Linked DNA regions of Zea mays: region 2 is linked to region 1. The links are chromatin contacts, called in public Hi-C maps. All regions are on one chromosome and are shown on one strand. Each heading gives the region's core, a stretch centred on a gene start, on an enhancer-like site or on the middle of the called end of the contact. The rest is flanking DNA. Distances are from core to core; before and after follow the strand shown.

The links. Hi-C and Micro-C count contacts between places; a contact is called where the count stands out from the background.
Region 2: a Hi-C map of tassel shows a contact between it and region 1, with 2.8 times the contacts expected there. The contact joins the promoter of LOC100280166 here to the enhancer-like site in region 1. A contact is called at or near these places in 4 of 25 Hi-C or Micro-C datasets (bundle sheath, ear, endosperm and 1 more).

Annotation. Positions count from the first base shown.
Region 1 is chr7:128,430,850-128,436,167 of Zm-B73-REFERENCE-NAM-5.0, reverse strand. No RefSeq gene overlaps it. Among protein-coding and RNA genes, the nearest start is that of LOC100276618, 83 kb to the right of the region's middle. Within about 2 kb of position 3,832, at least 17 of the 20 cell types and tissues checked have an H3K27ac peak or open chromatin away from gene starts, as enhancers often do. A contact at or near this core is called in bundle sheath, ear, endosperm and 1 more, where this site is marked.
Region 2 is chr7:128,663,059-128,668,271 of Zm-B73-REFERENCE-NAM-5.0, reverse strand. It overlaps LOC100280166 (Gamma-tubulin complex component 3), which reads right to left and starts at 3,482. Exons shown (of 2, transcript NM_001153098.1): 1 at 1,956-3,482; 2 at 1,329-1,847. The coding sequence starts at 3,250. The coding sequence ends at 1,598.

The sequences.
Region 1 (5,318 bases), core at 2,583-5,082:
GTAAGTTACCAGCTCCTTATATTTTGCTTGAGAAACTCAGATCTTGGTTGAAATGTCAATGTCATTCCAAAAGAGAGTAAATCACTAACAAGAAGTTTACTGATTCCTTTATTAAACCATTCCTTTCGTTTTTTAAACAAACAGTAATTCATGTTGTTTGCTGATAGGTTGGTCGCATTATTATGGCAGAGGTTGTGGTCGCATTATTATGGCGGGGTTGTGGGGCAATGAGAACAAATTGGTTTTATGTGGTGCATGTTAGTTGTGAAATGGTATTTGAAAATTTTATAGGAATCCAAAATCCTAAATCCAAATTGTATATTTAATAATTGGAAGCAGTTTCTCTTGGTAAACCTCAGCTTCGCTTCTTCATGTATATTGTTTTAAAAAAATGGTAGTTCAACATTTCGCTCTTTTGTAGTACCTAGAACAAAAGCTTACAAGCATATGTCAGCCTCATCTAGGTCATATTTTCCTCATTTTTTGCACATTGAACAGTTTATGGTTGAGTAGCCTAACAAGCCACATGTTCTGCATTCTAACACCATATGCAATTAAATAATCACGTTCCATTTCACCAAAAGACGTGAGCATGTAAACAATATCATAGAATGGGAATAAGATAACCAACAAGTACATAGTTTATTTGAAATCCTTATATGAATAAAGATTTATATTTTAAATCTTAATTAATAGGCCTTTTTTCCTTGACCTTGTCATATGAAATAATCCTCCTGCTTGTTAGGTATGACAGTGACTCAACTATCGGCCATAGATTATACATAGAAGATATAACAGTAGAATTGGAAGGGGAAGGGTGGACGTTTGACAAGACCAATTACCAATATTTACTAGGAAACAATTGCAACTAATCTTGACGAGTTTCTTGAAATATTAGTAAGGGTTTCTGCTTATATATATTTGATGTGCACTTATATTTTTATTAATGTGGTTGACATAAAATCCTAACAGGAGAAGTTATCTAGAAAGGGTTGTGTTGAATCTGCCATTGTAGAGCCATCTTAAGACAGACATTATTCCAGATGTGGAGAAGTTTCAAATTATAGACCCTAGCTGCTATGTTTTCTAAGTTCCTATTTATTTCCACCTATACTTTTTGTAATTAGTATGAGAGATTTAAATATGTATGTTAGCTGAATAGGCAAATAGAAATACCAGAGGTTTTCCTCATGGGAGCATGTATGGATGGCCCCATTATAAAAATGAAAAACATCAGAAGCATAAGCCTTAATATTTGATGCCAATATCTCCCATGTTTTGAATTGCATTTTTTATGTAACTGAGCCACTAACAAATGAAATACATGGATCTATTAGGTTGGTTTGTAACTTCGTATCAAAACATGTACTTTTTTTGTTGCAAAAGAACACACGTATTGGGATGAAAATTGACATAGCATACAATGTAGGATAATCCGAACTATTTTTAGGTGCCTTTTGCAACTGTCTTCTACCAGAGAGCATGCGGCTTGAGTCAACTGAGACAAAGCATCTTGCAGACTATCGTTTCTCAGGTAGGTTCTATCGTTCTCTATTTCCTGTCATAACTGGTGGTTTCTCATGCTATTTATAATGACAATACCAGATACTTTGATCTTCTTCCTTTCATTTTTCACATCTGTATATTGCACTATAGTCCAATCTGGTGTGCACTATTGTTATCCAGTCTCATGTCGTATTGCTGTCTGAATTTAGATGGTTCCAACACCACCAGCAATGGTAACTTTGACGGAGATGACATGGAACAAAAACACCTGCTTCTGATGTCTTGTGTTGGTGAAGACACAATTGTAAAAGAAGTTCACATATGAATGTCTGGCGAAGCCTTGTAGTGAGTTCTCTCTGTATTCTAAAACGTTATGGGTTTCAACACTCATTGTGCAGCTTGTCATTCATTATGTGCATTGTCAGTGTATTTTAAAAATGTAATGAGCCATTTCTATTGTACTCTGAAATTTTGTGTACATTGTGGGTAATCCACATTCATGACTGGTTCATTTCACTTGTACCACAGTCCACATGTAATTACCTTGCTCTTTGCTTTGTCCTTTGAATGGGGTAAAGCCGGATCTGATAATAGAATACATAGCCTGTTTGAGAGAGCTCTAGCTGATGATAAGTTGCAGAAGTCTGTCCTGTTGTGGCACTGTTATCTCGCCTGAGGCAGAAATAACCCTGCAACTCTTTTGTAGCACGGCGTGTGTTCTTTAGAGCTATACATGTCTATCCATGGTATAATGCTGACATGTTTGATGATGGTGTGGTTTTGTCTCCCTTGCATTGCAGCCTTCTACTTAACGTTGTTCTATAGTCAATTGAATAAAAAAACAAGTTATTTGTTGCAATGACATTTGATCTACAATTTCTCCTGATACCGGACCATGAAGAAGTTAATATTGTTAGATGGTGGTATTTTCTTTTTAGATACCGTTGCAACGCACGGGTATTATCCTAGTATATTTATATTAGACTAAAATGAAAGATACTTAGATAAACTAAATTCTCCTTGGATTGAATTATATAGAAGAATTATGATAAAACTATTTCTTAATATATAATCTACAATATAAATTATATTTCCCTAAAATTCATAAGATGTGAACTATTCTCTATTTCATGATTGGAATCATGTATAAAAGAACTAAAATAAAACAAATATATAAAAAATATAGTTTTGCATTCATGTCAGTGTTTTATTTGTGCATCTAAAAGTAAAAGTTTGGAATTCAAACTTGAGTTTGATTTGAATTTAAAATAGAAATTAGAAAATAAAAAAGACTTACCTCAAGCCTGGGCCGATTTTGCCATCGGTTGCCCTAGCTAACCGCGCGTGCCCACTCCTCTGGCACTGGCTCACGGGGCCATGCCGTCTGAGGTCACCACTACGCCGGCCCATCCTAGTGGGGTGGTGCCGACATGTGGGGTCCTCGCGTCATCCGGATCCACTTCCGCCTCTCTCGCCTGGGTGGCTGACGCGTGGGCCACCCCTGTCGGGGTTATCTCCTACTCCGGATCCGCGCGCTGAACCAAAACTACCCGGCCGGAGCTCACGAGTTGTTGGAACCGAGCGCCCATAATCCTCGCCCCGTGTATAAGAAGTAGGGACACCGCCCTGAAGCTGCGTCTCAAGTCACCAAGAAAGCTCGGACGTCAAGAGCTTGGAGTTTTGGGAGAAAACTAGAGTCATGCCATGGGAGAGAGAGAAAATGGTGTAGCCGCCATGGTTCCATGCCCCCACGGACGTTCGGTGTACACGACCTAGTCGCGGGTGGTCGCCATGGCGTGAGGAGTCCATCACGGGCATCGATTTGGACAATGCCGGCCTCATTTGCCTGTGGATTGCTCGTTGGATGGACAGTATGCGTCTATGCTGTGCCTGGGATATCCCAGTGTTTGCCCTAGGTAAGTAATCTCCTCTGCTGTTCCGTCATACCCTCAGCTGCCTCTAGCTCTAGCCGCGACCGCATAGGAATACCTGGGCATCGGCTTGGCCTTCTCTGGCGCAACTCCACCGGGGAGGGAATGCCACCACCACTACTGGGTTCTGGGAGGAAGAAGATGAATCGGTGACCGTTGAATTTAATTGGGTGGATAGGATTAAAAGATCGTGTTCCTGTTCGCTTAATAGCATCCACGGCGTTGAAATTAAATCAGGTGGCCAACGTTGTACCACGAGTGTTTAAAATCTACACCGTCGCTTGGATGATGTGCGGCTCGTATCGCGTACCGCTTCGGTATGCGGTAGACCTAATCTGATCTGTTGATCGTGTAGTGGACGACGTGGATTAGGTCGCGCATACCCCTTCACGCGATTTAATCTAGGTCGTTGAATCAGATCGGATGGTCCTGGATGCTCGATACCCCCCTTCAGCCCAACACTATTGCATAAGAGCCCCTGATCTTCACAGTAATCAACCCGCCGTCCTCGACTAATGTAAAGTAATTGCTATTGAGCCCTGGATATTTATAAACTAGCCTCTGTGCTCTTTAGAAATAGAAACAGCAGTCCACAACCCTTGTCTTCAGTAAATAGAATTTTAGAAAAATGATTTATAATATAGAATAATTTTAGATAATTCATAACTTATGCGTTTTTACTTCGATTTGACCCATTCAAGTTACGATAGTCTCATAATTAAAATACCTACGCATTAATAGCCTTAATTTTGTCATATCACATACTTTTATAATTAGGAAACTAGTTCTTATTGCATTAGCCTCTCTAATATTAATATAATATTCTAATCTTATAGATATAGTTTGACTAAAAGATAACCCACAATCAAGTAATGACTTGAATTAAAGTTGAGCGAAGATAGTTATATATTTTCTCATATAACTTATATTAATGAAATATAGTTTCATTATCTAAGCACATGAAACATCGGAAAAAGCATAACTTTATAACCATAGCTCTGGATTTAGTGATTCTTGAACCCACAATCTCGTAGAGATGCGTAGATTATTATTATGCAATTTGTGCTTATGTTGGGTGTAATGTTAATTTTGCTTATTGATAGTCGCCTAGAGGGGGGGTGAATAGGGCGAAACTGAAATTTACAAATATAAACACAACTACAAGCCGGGTTAGCGTTAGAAATATAAACGAGTCCGAGAGAGAGGGCGCAAAACAAATCCCAAGCGAATAAGTAAGTGAGACACGGAGATTTGTTTTACCGATGTTCGGTTCTTGCAAACCTACTCCCCGTTGAGGAGGCCACAAAGGCCGGGTCTCTTTCAACCCTTCCCTCTCTCAAACGGTCCCTTGGACCGAGTGACCTTCTCTTCTCAAATCAAAGCCGGGAACAAAACTTCCCCGCAAGGGCCACCACACAATTGGTGCCTCTTGCCTTGATTACAATGGAGTTGTGATCTCAAGAACAAGTGAGAAAGAAAAGAAGCAATCCAAGCGCAAGAGCTCAAATGAACACGGCAAATCACTCTCACTAGTCACTAGGGCTTTGTGTGGAATTGGAGAGGATTTGATCTCTTTAGTGTGTCTAGAATTGAATGCTAGAGCTCTTGTATAGTTGAGAAGTGGAAAACTTGGATGCAATGAATGGTGGGGTGGTTGGGGTATTTATAGCCCCAACCACCAAATGTGGCCGTTGGGAGGCTGTCTGTTCGATGGCGCACCGGACAGTCCGGTGCACACCGGACAGTCCGGTGCCCCTTGCCACGTCATCACTGCCGTTGGATTCTGACCGTTGGAGCTTCTGACTTGTGGGCCCGCCTGGGTGTCCGGTGCACACCGGACAGGTACTGTTTGCTGTCCGGTGTGCCAGCATGGGCGATTCT
Region 2 (5,213 bases), core at 2,233-4,732, 230 kb before region 1:
TCGTTATCGTCTTTCTTATCCCCCGCTATAAACAGGTTACTTTCATTGCCACCAGGATGAAATGTACTCTCAAAATTTTCAATAGGGCGCTCCAGCATATCTAAAGTTGATAAGGCATCTTTATGGGATGCAACTAATTCCAAGAGATCTCCAGATTTCTGAATTTCTCGACATACACAGAACTGGAGATATTCCATGCATGGTTAATCAATTTTAAAACTATGTGTTTTCTAAATTTCTAGACATACACAGATTAAGGGTATATTTGGTTCATTTGTACATTTCTAAAAATATTATTCTAGTTGTGAGCTGTGAAAAGACCGAGGTGAGCTAACAATAATGAAAAACTAAAATTTATTTAGTTAAAACAACTATCAACTATAGATTCTATAAGACTATGACAGTTTATAACATAGATGTCAGAAATCTGAAAAACCTAAGATAAGAGGTGATTCTAAATTGAACTATAAATTTGATTTTCAGGAATATATTTCGTTGTTGTACCCATTTGGTTAAGATTTCAGATTTTTGGTTCTGAATTTGATTCAGAAACCTGAACCAAACACACCCTAAGTATTGTTGGAAATTTCAGATTGTCACTTTAATTTAGCCTTGCAAACCTGTTATTTGGCACTTGTAAGTTACATTTTGCATAGATCATCCATTCATCCTCGGTTGGTGCTATACAATTAGTTTTATTCAATATAACGCTCAAGTATTTTCTCTACATGCAAATGTTTCAATTTAAGATCGTTGCTCACAATTTTGCACAAGAAATAGCAACCACTCCCAAAACTAACCAAATTTTTTGTATTTGACAAAGCTTGAACATCTGCAAATTCCCACGGATTTCTTCAAGTCTCCTTTTTCCGCATCCATTCAGTTGCATCATGCTCCAAGCAGGCCATTCAGTTGCATCATGCTCCAAGCAGGTCACTAGCTTATGGACACTGAGGTGATGTTTGCTTCACATATTTGTATTTGTAACGTGAGAGATAACTGGTGATAGATAACTGATAACGTTACCGTAATCGGATACCACACTAAAAATTAATATTGTTCTATTTTAGCTTATTATTACCGATACTCGAGTGTAAATCATTACCGTTGCTATTTACATTACATTTCTAAACCAAACTTCAAGATCAAAACAATGTAATGAGTTATCTGCTCTTGTAAAACTGACAATACAAACTGTTAAGGACAAATCTTCAAGACCTCCAGCTTTAATTCTCAAGAAATTAATAGAGAAAAAATAAATATTAAATTTACACCAGAACATCCATGAAAATCAAGATCAAAACAAACTTACAATTGTGTACAGAGTTGCATGAAATGCGTGGCTTTAGCCTCGTTGAATCGGCACATAAGCATCAGCATGCAAACAGCTGACAGAATCACCAGATTGTAGCATTGGCAATCCTCAGTAAAAGGGTATTCAGATCCTCTTCTACAGGAGGTGCAAGGAAAATGGAAGTGACCATTGCCAATCAAGCGACCAAGATCAATTAATGGGATATGGTATAAAAATAATGCTTTCCAAGTCCCAACCAAACGATCAATCTAACTCCTAGTTTTTCACATAAGCGGCTCACATTCATTTGTTGGAGGAAACACGACTGTAATATTCAGTGAAGTCAAGGCGGAAGAGAAGGAACTTCAAATCGACGTGCTGTTGCATGGGCAGCTGCGTAATAAAAGCATCAAGAGAAGCTGTATAATCCTTTGCGATGCTATCCAGGTCTTCACCCATTTTCCAGAAAAGTTCTCCAGCTAGTTGGATCATAGCTTTTCTGCCGCCATCAAACCATGAACCTGTATCCTTTGATTTTGATTTACCCTTTCCCCTGCAATAAAAATGAAACATTGGAGTAAAATGTAAATCAAACAGTAGGTATGAGATAAGCTTTAAAGTAAAGATGGAATCACAATATCTGATTCTGCAATAATCTAACCTTAGCTGCAACTCATATATCCTTTCAAACCATCGATCAGCATGGCTTCGAAACTGTAAAATAATGTCAAACAGTTCAAACAGATTCCTCAAAAGTCCTTGGGAATGTTCACCAAGCAGGGCCTTCTCCAGTATCGAGTTGAGATATTTATCGTGTGCTAAGAGAAGGTCATCTAAATCCTTTGCTGCATCCATTTCATCAGAAAAACGGGCCCACGAAACCTCCAGGACCTCAAACATAATGTAGTATTGGAAATTGGTCACAAAGTGATTCATCTCATTGAATAGAACTTGACATTTACGAAGAACTGATACAAATTGAGCTCTGATGCTTGTTCCTTCCTTGTAAAATGGAGAAGAAACAATGCAGTTAGGTTTCATAGTCTTCCACACTCCGGTAAGGGAGTGATCTACGCGTTTGAGCTTCCACAAGAAGTTGAAAACCTTGAGATACATCTTCATAACTGAAGCTGTGAACACAGTGTCCAGGGGGACCCTAGCATCATACTCCAAAGAGAAGACATCCCAGCCACGATCACCATCCCCATGATCCATCATCTTTACCTTTATCCGGTCCAAGATATCACAGTCATCATATTGTGCATTGGATGCTCGGATTGCAGTCTCAAGCAAGCCAGCCAATTGGAAGGAGCTAATCCTATTTGCTGGCTCTGATAACTCGGGGCCAACAACGTCCATAAGATACTGGACAAAATCACCCTGCCCAAGAAGCAAGTAACGCTTAATAGCAAGGCAGTGGTCCTTAAATCGGTACCGCTTATGAATGACATCCATCAAATGTCGATCAATCCTCTTGGCTGCCTCAACCACCAATGCCTCCAAAGCATCAGTCTCCCCATAACCAAGGCCACCCCGAGATGTTGTAGTGCCAACATATGCAGCAGCCTCGGCAGCAGCATCAGCCCAGCCACTATCGTCACAGCATACTCTAAGAAAGTTGATTGACTTGCCAGTTCTAAGAATCCGTTTTGCGAGCACTGGAGATATGAAAGCTGGAAGCATATCAGATTGAATAAGGTAGCCCTCCCGCCACAAAGATTCTGCTTTCACTGGCTGCCCAACGATAAAAAACTCTGCAAATACATCCTCCAATTCCCCTTCTAGCACCCAGCTCCTGACCATCTCAAACAACGGCGAGCACACCCGGCGCAGTAATCGGCCCATAAACTCCTGAAACATAGGATCTCCGTGTTGTGCGTGCCCATGGATCACACCAGCCATAGCACCACCCCTCAGTCCCCGGCATCCATCAACCAGAACAGCCATTAGGCGCATTCTCACTGCAGGCTCAGCAAGCCACACTGCAAGACGGCGCAGTGAGAGGTAATTACTGGACACACCTGAATCAGATCCAGGTGTGGGAATTGGATTCAATGAGTACGATTCCAGAACAGCCAGCAGCTTATAATAATCAGACAGCTCCTCCTGGAGCGCCGAGCAGAATGCCTGGGTAACAGTGCCCACCTCAGTGGCAGCATCTGAGGGCGAGCGGCTTATGTTGTCAGAAATGAAGCCCCGCACCTTGCTGAACAGCCAGCCAAGCTCGCATAGCTTGCGAACGAGGGTGCGCGTGGATCGCGGCACTCGAACACCGTCTGGAAGGTCGTAGGAGTCCACGGACTTGTCATAGCGCACGTAGCGGCCGTCGATGCCCTGGCACGCGTACAGCACGTCCCGCACAAGCGCGGCCTCCGACACCTCCGTCTCGTCGATCACCAGCTCGGTGTACTCACGCAGCGCGATCTCGCGGATGTTGTCCGGATCCTTGGAGACCAGCACCAGGCCGCCCGGCGGCGCCCCGTGCGTCCGCGAACCCGGCCTGACACCGGCGCCCGGCGCCGTCCCCGAGGTGGCATTCTGCGGTAGGGCGGCGATGGGAAGGTTTGGGAGGCACGAAGCCGCGGCGGCGGCGCGGTACTGCGAGGAGAGAGAGTCGAGCAGGTAGAGGAGCGGCCACAGCGACGCTGGGCGGGCACGGACGGAGAGCTTGGAGTGGAGGTCAGCGAATGAGAGCGCATCATCGGGGCGGCCCGAGGCGGCGAGGCGGCGCTTGATGGACTCCGCGAGCGCGTGCTCATCGGGGAGGACCGCGGGGGCGAGGCGGCTGGAGAGGATTCGGTGCGCGAACCGCAGCGCACCGCCCGTGTCGCGCCCGCCGCCGCGCCCGCCGGATTCGGCGGCGGAGAGGAGGCGGTGGACGAGCTCCTTGACGAGATCCTGGGTTTGTTGGTCCGTCATTGGTGCGGGCTGGGAGGATGGAGTGGAGCTAGGGTTCCGGCAATTGTGTGCGGGGTTTGGGAAATTTTGCGGGTGCGGTAGGCCGATAGCTAGTTCTGAGTGACAGGAAAAAAATGGTTACAAGCCGCTTGGCTCGTCGTAAAGCGTCCGTGTGGCATGACTGGTGTAGGATAAACCGAGACAAGATTTCAAACAATATACCAATATAACACCTTGCTTTACTAATTTATTGTAAATTTAGGGGCATACATGTCCAAAGGACGAGCTCAACAAAGTTTTATCAAGTATGGTGTTTGAATCCTTCTAATTTCCTTGTGAAGTGGATCTATAGTAATGAAATTGCGCATTAATGTTCTATATATTGTTAGGACACATAGGTTTTATGTCCTTAAAATATGTAGCCGTGGTAGAATATATGTAGCTTTTTCTGATTTTACGATATACCAACCTATACCTTTAGGGCATGTTCGGTTCCTAAGAAATGGTCATCTGTAACCATTCTTAGCCAGATTTTTTGTCTAATTTATATAGGGTTTGATCAATTGGATCAATCTTAGGGTGAATTCCGGCTCAAATGAACAGGTCCTTATCGATTTAGCTAGAGAGATGCGAGGAAAACATTTATTAGGGTGTGTTTGGTTTGACTTTTGACTTTGGCTTTTGTCCTCCTAAAAGCCAAAATCCAACCAAAGGGCTGGATTCAGAAAACAGTTTTTTCTAAAAGCCGACTTTCTCGTAGTGCAAATCTGAAAGCACCCCTGGACCTGCTTTTAGTGGCTTTTCGGATGGAACTGTGAAAACATATGTCGAAGAATTTTTAACGACTTTTAGTAGTTTCCACCAAACGGCTTTTAGCTTTTTAACAGCTTACAGCTTACAGCTTACAGCTACCTTTTCCACAGCTCACAGCCCACAACAACTTTTTTCACATACACAGCCCAACCAAACAGACCCTTAGTATTGTGGCTTTGGTGGCGGCGTAGACAGAATAGGGCAAATA